Regions from separate parts of the Cyprinus carpio genome. Here region 2 is linked to region 1. The links are chromatin contacts, called in public Hi-C maps. All regions are on one chromosome and are shown on one strand. Each heading gives the region's core, a stretch centred on a gene start, on an enhancer-like site or on the middle of the called end of the contact. The rest is flanking DNA. Distances are from core to core; before and after follow the strand shown.

Region 1 (6,866 bases), core at 1,160-3,659:
ACTTGAGATATTGAAAGGTGGTAAGACACACGCTGTTACACGTTGTGCAAATTAGACTTGTGACCATGAGTAAACATGTGGCCATTTCCTCACAATACCAAAAGTTTGGGATCAGTAAGATATATTTTTGTTAATGTTTATGAAAGTTGCTTATGCTCACCAATGCTACACTTATTTGAGGAAAATACAGTAAAAAACATCGATATTGTTAATTATTACAACTTAAAATAATCTTAAAGATTTTAAAATATAATTTATTTTTGTGATGGATGAATTTTCAACAGTCTTCAGTGTCACACCATCCTTCAGAAATTATTCTTATATGCTGATTTCATGCTCAAGAAACATTTCTTATTATTATATTTTGGTATATACTTATATTTATAATGGTATATATTTTCTTTGAAGAATAGAAAGCATTTATTTTATTTTATTTTATTTTATTTTATTTTATTTTATTTGTCTTTACTGTCCCATTTGGCCAATTTAGTATTAGACCAAGTATTAAAATTAATATTTATAAAAAAAAAAAATAAATAAATAAATAAAAATCCTTACCCCAAAGTTTTGAACAGTTTTTTTGGAACAGCAGATTGAGAGAGAGAAAAAACCCTAAATATCACAAAGTATATAATCAAAATGTATGTGTATCATTTTAATTGTTTTTTTTTTCTGTGTGTGAACCTCTGTTCAGGAGTTGTTCGTGGTGTACCTGGCTTCTTTCTTCCATCATGGGTTCTGCGTATGATTCACCTGCTGGTGGCTGTTTTGCTGGGAACAAGCCTGGCTCTGGTGGGACTATATGGGAGCAGGTTTTCCAGCTCTGTGGTTCTCATGTGGCTGGTGTCTGCCCTGTCAGCCTTCCTCACTTCTGCCTTGCTGTTGGAACCATTTGCAGTGAGCTATAAACCTATTCTGCACTGTTCCTTAGATTAAAAGAAATTGAAAGATGTAGATTTTTACAGTATGTTCTGATATTTTTCTGCAGATATGTATTCAAGCACTATATCTGGCTGCTGTGGTGAAACCAGTGGACCCAGAGGTAGAGAACCGTTTGGCTCAGGAGACAGAAGTCAGAAGGACAGAAGAGGATCTGGGGGATAAGGTGCATCCTCTCTGTGGATACGGCCTGCTGCAGGCTAAAGAGGAAGCACGGAAGCTGAGAACACTTAGAGCCTTAATGAGGGTGAGCTCAGACCCACAGATGAATCCATTCAGCTCTCATTTAGTCCTCAGAGACCTATAACAGCTGGATTTCTCCTGCTTTCTGACTCTAATGCATATTAATATTAATTTTAATGTTCTTTTGTTTCATGTTTTACGCTGATAATCAGAGCTGCTTAGTCTATTTGCTCTTCCTGTTGGTGGTTCTGATGGTGAACTACCAAGAATATGTTCATGAGACTAACAGCAGACGGCTTCACTCGGCTATTAAACAGACGCTGATCACAGCTTTACCAGGCCAGCCCAGTCTCACTGCATTATCAGGGTAAGTCAGACTCTTTACATTCACTTCCCCCAGTAACCCTCATGTTCTGCTGAAACTGTTTTCTTTTTGAGGTCCCAGAGACCCCAGAGATTTTTGAAAAAAAATAATTTGGTGTTAATCTCTTTTAAATATGTTCCTCGGACATAATCAAAACTTTAACCCTCTGTTGTATTGCAAAATGCAATTCAGAAATGTGACTTTAGTTAATTCTGCTAAATTTTGAAGTCTGGGAGACCTTATAAACAGATTGAAAATTGGTTAGAAAAAGAGATGCATTAGTTAGCGGTGCAAAGTTTATTATAATAACAACAAAAGTACAAGATACTAAAAAACTAAAAAAAAACGGAGCAAAAGACTGCAAGAAGAGCGAGTTGAGCATGCATGATAAAACCAGACAATGATTCAACATTTTTTGTTTCAACATTTTTTTTTTCTCATAGATGGGTGGATGCAGAACAGTGGGTAGATGGGAGGTTAATATCACACCTGTTTGAAAACCCTTCTCTTTCTTTAACTGGCCCTGCAAGACTGCAGAAAGTTCGTTTTCAAGACTGTAAGGACTTGCGTCGTTAGGCCAGATTTAGCTTTTTGAGAATTTGCTAAAAATATATATACATTTGATTTTTCCCTCCTCAAAGTCTGCAGTCAAAACATCAGAGATAAGTTCCAATCTGGTCGACTTCCTTTGATGCTGACTGCTAATGTTTCATCACATGCCAACCCTGTACACCAGAGCTCCTCAACACACAGCAAGAACACTGCAGCACTTTCAGCATGGTGAGAGATAACAGGACACAAAGAGAAAGACTTTTAGTGTGTGAAAGTTGTCATGCAGCCTGAACAGCTGAGAATATAATGTTTTCCTTAGTGCATTTGTCTTCTGGCATATAATAACAATGTCCTCTCTCAACCAAGGACTAAGAGTGCATCATGTGCATTCAGTGAGTCAGAGGAAGTAGTGCTTGGGAACAACAGTGAGTCCACACGTCGGATCCTGTCAGGCTTACAGACAGCAAAGTGGATTACAACTGGGTATGATATTACGCCATTACACACAAAATAGCACTACAGAATAAAACCTTGTTCTTTAAATGTCCAGACTTGTACTAAGGACCTTTCTGCACACATGCTGTAAGTATGGAACTTATACAGTGTTATTAGTACCAGAGACCCATCATGCTCATCAGCTCAATGATTTTTGTTTCTTATGTTTTTTGTGACAGGACAAAGGCAGTATTGATTGAGTTCACTCACTATCATAAACAGACCAGCATCTTGGCACCAGTCTCTATTCTCCTTGATCAAACACAGACAGGCAGAATCCTTTCTTTCATTTCCGTCCAGCCTTTTCACATCTCTCCATTATTTGGTACAGACTTACATGTCACATTGACGGTACTGGCTCTCCTAGTTCAGATTCAGTTTGAAAAGAATCTTACAAAGTTGGATCTGTGGTCTTCTTGTAGTCGTATTAACGCCTGTTTTCTAACTAGGTTCTGCTACTGCTGTTTGCCCTGTGCTTTGTGAGCGCTGAAGTATGGGCCTTGATCAGAAAGCCAAGTCAATACCTGAGGCAAGCCTGGCGCTGGTTTCAGCCGTTGTTAGCTCTTCTGACGCTAGCAGCAGCTGTTCTTCGTCTGTATTTCCTCTACACGACTGCAGCCTTCATCTCCAGACATTGCTCCAGGCCCTCCTGCTTTGCTGACTTCCATAGTGCTGCCACACTGGCCAGAAAGTCCAATCAGCTCTCAGCAATTGTATTAACCCTCTTGGTTCTAAAGGTATTAGCCCTAAAGCTAAAAGGTTTTTTTTTAACTCAGTTTGCATTCCTGAATGAAATGCCAGTACATGCTGTAAAAATAGCAGCAAAAATGTTTTAAAGCTGGCATGATCTGTTTTCTAAATGGATGGTAGTGATCTTAAATGCACGCTATTGATTTATTCTTTCCTATCTTTCTTTTTAAATGTGATTTTATTCAAAACAAAATAACTGGATCTTTTGATGAAACGACAGACTTCTCTCTGGTGAAACCTCACCCTTTTTTTAAATTTGACCTCAAGCTCACATTCAGACCTGCCTCCATTCAAATTAACAAATAATGCATTGAGTCCATGCACTACATTTTGTTTTTTGTTTTTACTCGGCTGTACCTCACAATATAGAAGAAGAGGTCTGTCACTTATTCCTTTACATTACAACTTTAGCAAAGCTTGTAATCACATAAATACAATTCAAAAATGTAAATAACATACTGTAAATATAGAAAGAAAATGGGAAAGACATTAACAGCATTATACATATAACATAAAAAAATGAACTACATCAAAATTTGTGACCAATCACAATTCAGAGGTATGTTTTGACAGATGGTGGGGATCCTGCGGTTTGTTAGGCGATGGTTGGTGATAGGACGGGTTATTCGACAAGTATTCCCTCAGATCTGTGGCGTGGTGTTCCTGCTGCTCCTCTTGTTGCTTCTGTTCTCTCACACAGGCATCATGGTAGAATGTTTTTTTGTTTTTCATTTGACATTGCATTGTATTTTTTTCTTTAAATCTTTTTTGCTTCTCAAACACAGCTCAGGTCATTCTCTCCATCTCTTTCAGCTCTTCTCGGGTTCAGTAGAGGGCTTTAGGACCTTAGGGCAGGCCAGTTCCTCTCTGCTGTGTTTGTTAAGGGGCCACATGGGGTTGCGTCGACTTTGTGAGCATCATCCTGTGGTGGGACCTCTCTACTGCCTGTCTGCTGTGGGCATTGGATTTTGGGTACTGGGGCGCCTATGTGCTGCTGTATTGATTCGAACATACCGAATGGTACAGGCAGACATTTACAGACCAGCCATGGAGCCGCAGGACTATGAGATGGTACAGTTCCTCATTAAACGCCTCAAGCTGTGGATGGGGCTTAGCAAGACCAAAGAGGTACAAAGGACATTTGGGTTCATTGAGATTAGTTTTACATGTACAGTATTTATTCAGCCGACACTTTAATCCAATGTGACTTGACTAGAGATAATTAGAAAAAAATATATATATATATATATATATAAATTGATAAATAAATAAAAATTAATTATGAAATTATAAAATATAAATAATATTTATATAAATCATATTTATATAAAATACATATATTTAAATATATTTAAAGATACTTAGAGTACCATACAAACGTTTGGGGAAAATCATTTTATTTGGCAAGGATGCATTATATTAATCAAAAGTAACAGTTCAAAAATATTAAGCATCAAAAACTTTCCAACCTTGATAATAATAAGAAATGTGTCTTGAGCACCAAATCAGCATATTATATAATTCTGAAGGATTATGTGACACTCAAGTAATGGCTGTTTTGCAATCATAGGAATAAATTACATTTTAAAATATATTAAAATAGAAAATGGTCATTTTAATATTACTGTTTTACTGTATTTTTGATCAAATAAATGCAGCCTTGGTGAACACTTCTTACAAAACATTAAAAAAAATCACTGACCCCAAACGTTGCAAGTTTATGGACATCACCTTTAACTCTAATACACAATATAATGCAATGCATATTTCAAAATATGGGTAAAACACCTGTGGAAAAATCAATGGAAAATGCCTTCATATTAATACAGTACAGGACTTTATGGAATTTTCTTAGTGTGTATATATATATATGCATGTGTGTGTGTGGATAAAAGTGTCTGCTAAATGATTAAATGTAAATGTAATAAACAAACCTATTTCTTTTTATTTCCTTTGTAGTTTAGGCACAGAGTCAAGTTTGAGGGAATGGTTCCTCCACCCTCTAGATCCTCCCAGGGCTCTGAAGCCTCCAACTGCTCTGTCCCGCTCAGTCCCAGCGGTCCTCGCCAGGTATCATCTGCCTCTTCTTCGGCCTCCGATTCATCTGTCATTTCAGGCAGTTTTAACTTTCACCATTATGTGGACCGCCTGGTGCCCTGTGTTGACAGCCTCGTGGCTGGTTTCGACCGCGTCAACCAGCTGACCGATGAAGTCTATAACTTTGAGCTCCAACTTCAGCAAACCCAGAGCAGAATTTACCAGAGAAGAAAGTCTAAGCTTCAGCAGGTGACCTCCGAGGGACATGATCCAACACCAAAGCTGCCACCGTTCCCTCGACATCCATCTACCTCTGTTTTGGAATGTGACCACACTCCAGTTTCTCTTCAAGGTGTCATTAATACCCTTCCACGTTGCCGTGCTACACACTCAGAGTCCTCCCTGATGGGGCCTGCTGCTCAGTTAGGTAAGAGATTACTTTCTGCATTGGATGGAAGTATGAACAGCCCAAACCTGAGAAAATGGGGTGTCCCAAGACGCAGGGCCTGGAATTCAGTCACCTGCCATTCCGCTGACACCACTCAGAGGTTACCTGGATCTCACAGCACTGTGGCCTTGCCAGTGAGACCCCGGAGTGAAGACGGAGACCGAGATCATGTATGTGACGGCATGCCGATTAAGAGACAGGCATGGCACACTGAATAAGAGTTTCAAATATGGTAGTATTATTATATTAAATGTGAATAATAATTTTGCTCTTTTTTAATTTTTTGACACAGTGAATGCACAGTGTTAGTCATGACCACTTTAGATTTTGTATATTGTATTTCTACTTCCTGACTTGTGGTTTTGCACCGCTTTTCATGTAGAAGTGTTTATTTCGCTTTGATTTCACCAAAAACAGTCTTCTGAGACATGTATCTTCTTGTATAGTGAAGAATCTGTTTTATTTTTGCCAATAAAATGACACGGCCATGCAAACTGTGGCTTAAACATCAGAATATTTGTGTTTATCATTCAAAACATTTAAAAAAAGTTAAGGTTAGTAGAAATTGGCAAGATGAATCAATTTTGTTAGAGCAAATAAAGCTCTTTATAGCGTACATTATTTACTGAATATGTAAATGTAAGTTAAACAAACTTCATCGTATCATATTTTTTCCTTACTAAGAAATTCAATGTTAAATTGAAACTTAATTAAACTCTCAATCCTTTTTATAACATTTAAGTCTGCTAACACTTCAAAAAATATATACTCCTATATACATGTATATATATATAACTTTATTATTATTACTATTATTTAAAAATCCTTGAAATGAGACAAAGACAACACAGAGGTAGTTTACCCAAAAATGAAGATCTTGTCATTTATTCACCATGTTCTATCTTCGGCCAAAAACAACAGAAGATACTTCGCATAATAGTGGGAATCAAACAGGTTTGGTTACCACTGACTTTCACTGTATGGACAAACCCTCTGAGACATTTCTCAGAATATAGGTTAGGAATACATTTTTGGATGAACCATCTCTTTTAGACTTGTTTTCAAGTTGGTCATGTTCCTCATTTGTAAGTCGCTTTG
Region 2 (6,866 bases), core at 1,429-3,928, 140 kb after region 1:
GGTCCCCCAAGGGAACGAGACGCTGCGTCTCAGTGCCATATTTCTGGCATCCCTATGAGCGCTTGCTTCATTTCCTAGAATCACGCAAATTCATGCATTATGTACAGTAATCACATTGGAAAGGTCACAAGTGGTCCACTCTTCATCTGTGTACTCTGGTTCAAAAAGGTAAGGTAGGACAAAAAACTCCATCTCATTTTCTCCTCCAACTTCAAAAACATCCGACATTGTTTTACCATTTTTTGTAAAGGGCGTTTGACTTTCTTTGCACGTTTACTTTGTAAACACTTTTTTTTTTTATTCAGATACCCAATTAGTCAAAAAGTACATAAACAATGCCAGCAAGCATGCAAGCTGTTATCAAAGGCAAAGGAGGCCATTTTTGTTATTATGTGAATAAATACTACTTAGTTGTTTCGGTTTGTTATTTTCCCAATAAATGACAATAACATTTCTAGATATCTTTTTTTTTTTTTTTTTGACAGATTCCTAAAATATTTGTGATTTCTCTATTATGACAGGTGGTCTTATAAATTGTTAAGCACTGTATGTTTTCATAGCATTCAGTTGGCACATTTGTTTGAAGGACATTGGGCAGACTGTGGAATAGTGTGTTTTTGTCAATAAAATTGAAATAAAGAAAATTGTGGGGGGGGGGTTTTCTTCGATTAATCAGAAAAAAATAATCAGCCAACTAATCGATTATCTAAAAAATTGTTTAAAGGAACATACATTTTTTATTTTATTAAGAAAATGACTGATCGTTTAGCTAGACAAGACACTTATTCCTCAGCTGGGATCGTGTAGAGACTTTTAAAGCTGTACTGAAACTGCAATTTGAACCTTCAGCCAGTTGTACCCCAATGAAGTCCACTATATGGAGAAAAATCCTGGAATGTTTTCCTCAAAAACCTTAATTTACGTGCGACTGAATAAAGAAAGACGTGAACATCTTGGATGACATGGGGATAAGTAAATTATCAGGAAAGTTTTATTCTGGAAGTGAACTAATCCTTTAAATTCTTCCATTCTACAGGCATTAACATATCTCATGTTCACTTACCCATGCTGAAAAATTAGATCGATTAGTAAATGCTTAAATAGTTGCATATTTAATTTGCCTTTACAGTGTTAAAAGCAACTGTATTTTCCCTGACCCTGACACAATTCAAAAAGCAATTACTTGATTAGTTATTAAAAACAGGCCACCTTGATATGAATCACTACATACATAACTGAATTTCACTTTGAAGAATGTGCTTAAAAGATGGAAATTACATTAATTAATACAAACACAGCTTTTCAGTATCTTCAAGCAATTCAACATATGGAAAATGGGAAATTGTCCATATAATTACATCAATTTCTTGTACACTTTATATCTGCAATATACTAGTCTTAATAAAAAAACCTGGGTTGAGTGTTTAAAAGTTAGACAGGTCAGACTTCATTCTGCAGAACTACCACTTTATATACATAATTTACACTTAAATGGCATTTTCACTTAAAAAAAACTCCCCAAGTTCAAACTATTAAATTAAAAAAAGGTACCCTGCTGTAGATGCTGCATAATGCAAAATCAGTTTACTGTAAACAGTTCAAACTTTTTTCACAGAGAGCAAACTAATGCATAAACTCATTTTATCATCGCTAAAAGTCCTTCACTTATTTACCTGTCGGTACCTGTCTCTTCTATGCACATGTTTTGGGTGGAAAAGAGTACCTGAAGTGAACCCATCAGCACAAAACGCGTGCCTGCTTCAGTACTGTGTGTGTGTGTGTGTGTGTGTGTGTGTGTGTGTGTGTGTGTGTGTGTGTGGCAGCCACATACTGTACCAGCAAACACGGGGCTACAATGTATCTGTTGGTACAGTATATGCCTGCTACAAACTAGGCCCTACATACAGAAAGACAATCTCCAAACCGGCAACCTGTGCAATGTCCGCCGTGCTAACATGCCAAAGCCCGCGTCCACTAAAGCCTGTAGTGTCTTACAGTGGAGAGCGACGGGAATGAACCGTTTTAGCTTTAGGACCGCTGACCTGTCAAACCACGCAGCTAGCGTACGCTTGAATCAGCTTCGTACGGCAGAAGAACACGAACGAATGCTGCATGAGCGAAGCGCGAGAGCCGTAAATAAACGCGCACGGCGCGCGACTCACCGAGTGAACGTTTGGCGGGTTTCCGGGAGATCGCGGCGATCCTGCGAGTCGCAGACAAGTCAAAACGTCCTGCTTCGTGTATCCAGTGCAAGTGTGGAGACACTAGTGCACACAGTGAGCCACAGTGTGCCTTCAAACTAATGCTTCCTCCTCCCAAAGTCCTCCGTTTGCTCTTTAGCTCGTGCACTAGGCTCTCGGTGGAGGGTTTTCCCCTTAGTTTGAAGGGGAGAAAAGTCCTCTGCCTTGCCCGTGCTGCCACGACAGGGATTTGAAATGAAGAGAAATACTACGATCGCTCCTCCCTCCCCGTCCCCGGTCGCGCTCATGTACAGTACCACAGGGAGCGTATTAAACAATTTAATAAAACGATCTACCGCTCTCTACAGGACTAACACTGTAAAATACTTCCATGACTGTACTCCATCTCTCTCTCTCAGACTGCTGTCATGTGAGGCGGATGACAGCTCGCGAAGCGTCCGTCACTATCCAACATCACTGAAGAAACTCACAGCCGCGCTTCTGATTTAAAGGTGCATGCAGCATTTTGCTAATTAAAAAGGTTTTACATATAAAGAAATGAACGTAATAATGTAAACTCACATGCGATCAGACTCCTGACTTCTCGGTCTCATAGAAAAGACTATTTTATTCTACATAGAGTGCCCCTCAGGAGAACACATGACCAGCCATGTCATACAATTTTTAATACTAATAATTAGAATAATGGTATAATTACTATATAGTTTACTTTAGCTCTTCTAGACAAAAATAAACAAACCAAACAATATAAAAACAAACATGAAACAGTATAGTCCAGAATAAAGTTATGGAGCAGGTGGGCAACTCACAAGTTCAAACTTTTAATGAGCTTTGGGCGTTCATTTATGAAACAATGGCATTTTTGGGGCTGAAAATGCAAACATTGAGGTTTTTTACTATTTTTTACTATTTTTAGATGGTGTTTTTGATTTTTGGTTTCAAAGAGCAAGTTTTTGAAAGCAATATATATATATATATATATATATATATATATATATATATATATATATATATATATATATATATATATAATTTATTTATTTATTTATTTATTACTTTTTGAAACCAGTGATATCATGGACATGCATATTAGATGTTTAGGTAGGTGTGGGGGGCACGTGTTTCTGTACAAAGTGACATTGCTAGCTAGTGGCCTGGCATGCATAATAATTTCATGTCATTTTTGTGGACCAGTGTGAACGGGGATCATTTTAACAATGTTGTCATCTTTGTGCAAAACTTTAAAAAAAATGTAAAGTTAAAACATTTACAGTACAACATTGTCATGTAAACATACCCTGGGTGGGTATCCACCTTATTTTTTTTATATATATATATACCTTATGGATGGAAGTGTAAAAATGTAACAGTCTCAGTTGGAGTAATGAAACAAACAAGCCACAGTGGCACACAGAACTTTTTTGACACAGATTGAGGAAAAATGTTAGGACATAGCAAGCACTAAAACATCACAGTCGCTGCAGGGGTCAGAAGGAAACAGTTGAAAAGGAGCAAAACAAAAAATAAAAAATATATTGCAGTAGCAGTTAGTAAACAAACTTCATTCATCCAAGGTGAAATGTCTCAATGCACAAAACCTCTGGAGCTCACACAGTATAATCTGACCCCATTTAATAATTGTAACATCTTCCGATAAAGCCGATTGTTACAAATGGGACCAATAAAAATTTGCACCTGTCAAGGAATAGTTGGCTAAAAAATAAATTAAAAAATAAAAATTCATTTATAATTTACTAATTTTATTGGAAATGTATAGAATAAGCTTTTCAATAATAATGTGGTATTGATATGAATTTTATTAAAAAGACACAATACCATTATTATTTTTCACCATGAGAAATACAGTCTACTTTAGACTGTTCTATTCAAGGTTGTTCTGCTAAATCTCACAGTGAGTTATAAAGATGGTACATATTTGAACCTTCTCAAGTCTGTATAAGTATTCTCAATTCCTTAAATTTAGTATTTAACTGCATTCTAATGAGGTCTGATCAAACCTAAAACAGAATTAGACATTTGAGCAAATAACTGGAAAAAAGAAATGCTCACTCTCATACTGAATCCAAATTAAAGACTCATCTTTACCCAGTGAGGCTTACCATGTCTGCGTTTGTTAGTCATTTAGATTTTAAATCAGTTGAAAAATAAAGAAAACTAATTTAGAGAAATTCATGCTGGTCTAAACTGTTTTTTTTTCAGGGTATAGGCAAGCTGAATCTGCCCCAGAGGGTCAAATAAATTGTACGATGGGATCAACGCTCCAAAGAACTCCTTCTTCCTCATCAAACCCTGGTCTCCCACAGTATAATTCTGTGTAAAACTCTTTAATGGCGCATGTTAATACTTAACACAAATGCTACATCCTGTAAAGTACAATCCAATTACTGCCTTAAAACCAGATCTGAGACTACTAAAACTGTTTACAAATGGATTAGAATCCAAAAACAATAAACTTTGAAAAAAAAATCGAGGTTTTTAAGATTCTAAGATTCTACGATGACTTCTTGTGGGATTTTAAAGTCAATTATGATATGTAAACAGCATAAATTTTGGTAAAATTGGTAGAGATTTTGGTAAATGTGACTGAAATTACCAAATTTCTGCACGGTTCATTCTTTGTCTGATCAATTTAATTGTCAAACTGTTGTGAAAATTGATTGTTAATGGAAAGAAATCCCAGTTTGATCTGGATGGCCACAGTAATTTCAGCCATATCTTGATAGTTTTTGTGTAGCTGAGAGCTCAACTTGGTTGTAGTTCGAATCCTGGGTGGAGTAAAAAAGGAAGTTGATTCAGTACAAGAGGGTAGAAGTTTCCAATGTTCCTGTCATTCTTTAAGGCAACAAGCCAGAAACAAACCATGGGTTTGTATATGGTTTCCGCGTTTACAGCACACACGCTTATTTGTGAGTAACATATTCTCAAAGCTTTTCTCTTTATTACTTAAAACATGTCACATGGACCGGCAAAGCCATAGTTGTCATGGTGCTGGCATAAATGATGGAATCAAAGAAGGTAAACGAATCTTTTAATAGGCTGTTTATGTCACTACAGTACACCCCTGCACAAACACAAAGCATATAAAAAGTAGATAGCCTGATGTGTTTGTGGTGCCACAGATAATTATGCCTCGTTTTCCCGTAACCTTTCCGCTTTGCATTCATTCAAAAGTACATAAATAAATAAGGGTTAATCTAGTAAATGGAGAAAGGAAAGCCCAGGAAGCATGCATTAGAGCAGAAATCTGATAAAACACGAGTGCTTTGGCTAGCCGCTCTTGAATAATTGCAGGACTTTACTGACTCTGGGATCCATATATGGCGTTTTGAGAGAAATCGTTTGTAGATAAAGAAAGACGTGTCCCATAACTGGCGAAATCTTTCTTTTATTGTTGACCTGCACACCAGTATCTCTCTTAAAGATAATTTTGAGTTGAGAGAAATGTCTCATTAGCTGTACATGGTGGGGGGTATTTAATCTAGCCCAGACTGAATGATAATACAATATTTGCAAGAACAGTCGTCATGGAACAAATCTGGTGAAGGTCAATTACACTGAAGGCCACTTAAGTCCAAAGGCACAATGTTGACAGGGTTTTAAGTAACTTTCTTATGTTATCTCTATGTTGATTGATCGAGCATCCAGAACTTTAGCCTACTGCTAGGTTAGGTACACCACTGACAAACTGGACATTGAACTTTCTCACTCACTTATATTATATTCTCCTGCTTATGATGTACACAAAAGTTTAAAAGTTTGGCATCAGAAAGTTTTTTTTTTTTTTCAAATTTTTCATTTTTTTTTTTTTTTTATTCAGCAAGGACACATTGAGACATTTGTAATGTTACAAAAAATTTCTATTTCAAATAAATGCTGTTCTTTTGACCTTTCTGTTGTATCACGGTTTCCAAAAATCAGCACATCTTGTTTTGAATGTTGATATTAATCAGAAATAAGAAAAATATGTTTATTGGGCACCAAATAAGCATATTAGAATGATTTCTGAAGGATCATGTGACACTGAAGACTGGTTGCTGAAAATAGCTCAGCCATCAAAGGAATAAATGACATTTTAAAATATGCATTTTAAGCAAAAACAAACTTCGGACCCCAAACTTTTGAACAGTAGTGTACTATAAAAGTAGTAATTCGAAATTATTTAAGGTGTTATGTGTTTTTATGGTTTTATGTGTATTTTATTCTTCTTTCTCCTTAAAAACTCAACTCTAGAAAATTGTGTACATTTACATTTACATTTAATCATTTAGCAGACGCTTTTATCCAAAGCGACTTACAAATGAGAACAGTAGAAACAATCAGATCAACGAGAACAACAACGGTATACAAGTGCTATGACAAGTCTCAGTTAGTGTAGTACAGAACACGTAGCCAGGGGTTTTTTTTTTTTTTTTTTTTTTTTTTTTGGGAATATGATAGAAAAGAAAAAAGGTAAGTACTAGTATTAGTTGGTTAAGTGAGTGGTGTAATGCTGACCACTCATACTGGAACCGGCAAATTTTATCTTACTCTTGCCATTACTGACTGACCTTTGATTTTAGTGTTCTTGTTACCATAGAAACAGACAAAACATGTGAGACCAAATGAACACCATTTATAATGGTTTAAACCACAAACACTCTACTA

What was found. A called contact is a pair of places that touch in the nucleus more often than the background predicts.
Region 2: a Hi-C map of red blood cells shows a contact between it and region 1, with 3 times the contacts expected there. The contact joins the promoter of thrab here to the enhancer-like site in region 1. A contact is called at or near these places in 6 of 8 Hi-C or Micro-C datasets (liver, red blood cells and skeletal muscle).

The regions. Positions count from the first base shown.
Region 1 is chrA12:11,909,827-11,916,692 of ASM1834038v1, forward strand. It overlaps pkd1b (polycystin-1), which reads left to right. Exons shown (of 42, transcript XM_042767564.1): 32 at 695-897; 33 at 989-1,186; 34 at 1,335-1,489; 35 at 1,930-2,042; 36 at 2,128-2,267; 37 at 2,400-2,521; 38 at 2,713-2,884; 39 at 2,983-3,270; 40 at 3,857-3,991; 41 at 4,097-4,411; 42 at 5,243-6,269. The coding sequence ends at 5,986. Among protein-coding and RNA genes, the nearest start is that of pkd1b, 21 kb to the left of the region's middle. Within about 2 kb of position 2,410, at least 1 of the 8 cell types and tissues checked has an H3K27ac peak or open chromatin away from gene starts, as enhancers often do.
Region 2 is chrA12:12,052,508-12,059,373 of ASM1834038v1, forward strand. thrab (thyroid hormone receptor alpha) reads right to left here and starts at 2,679. Exons shown (of 10, transcript XM_042767565.1): 1 at 2,163-2,679.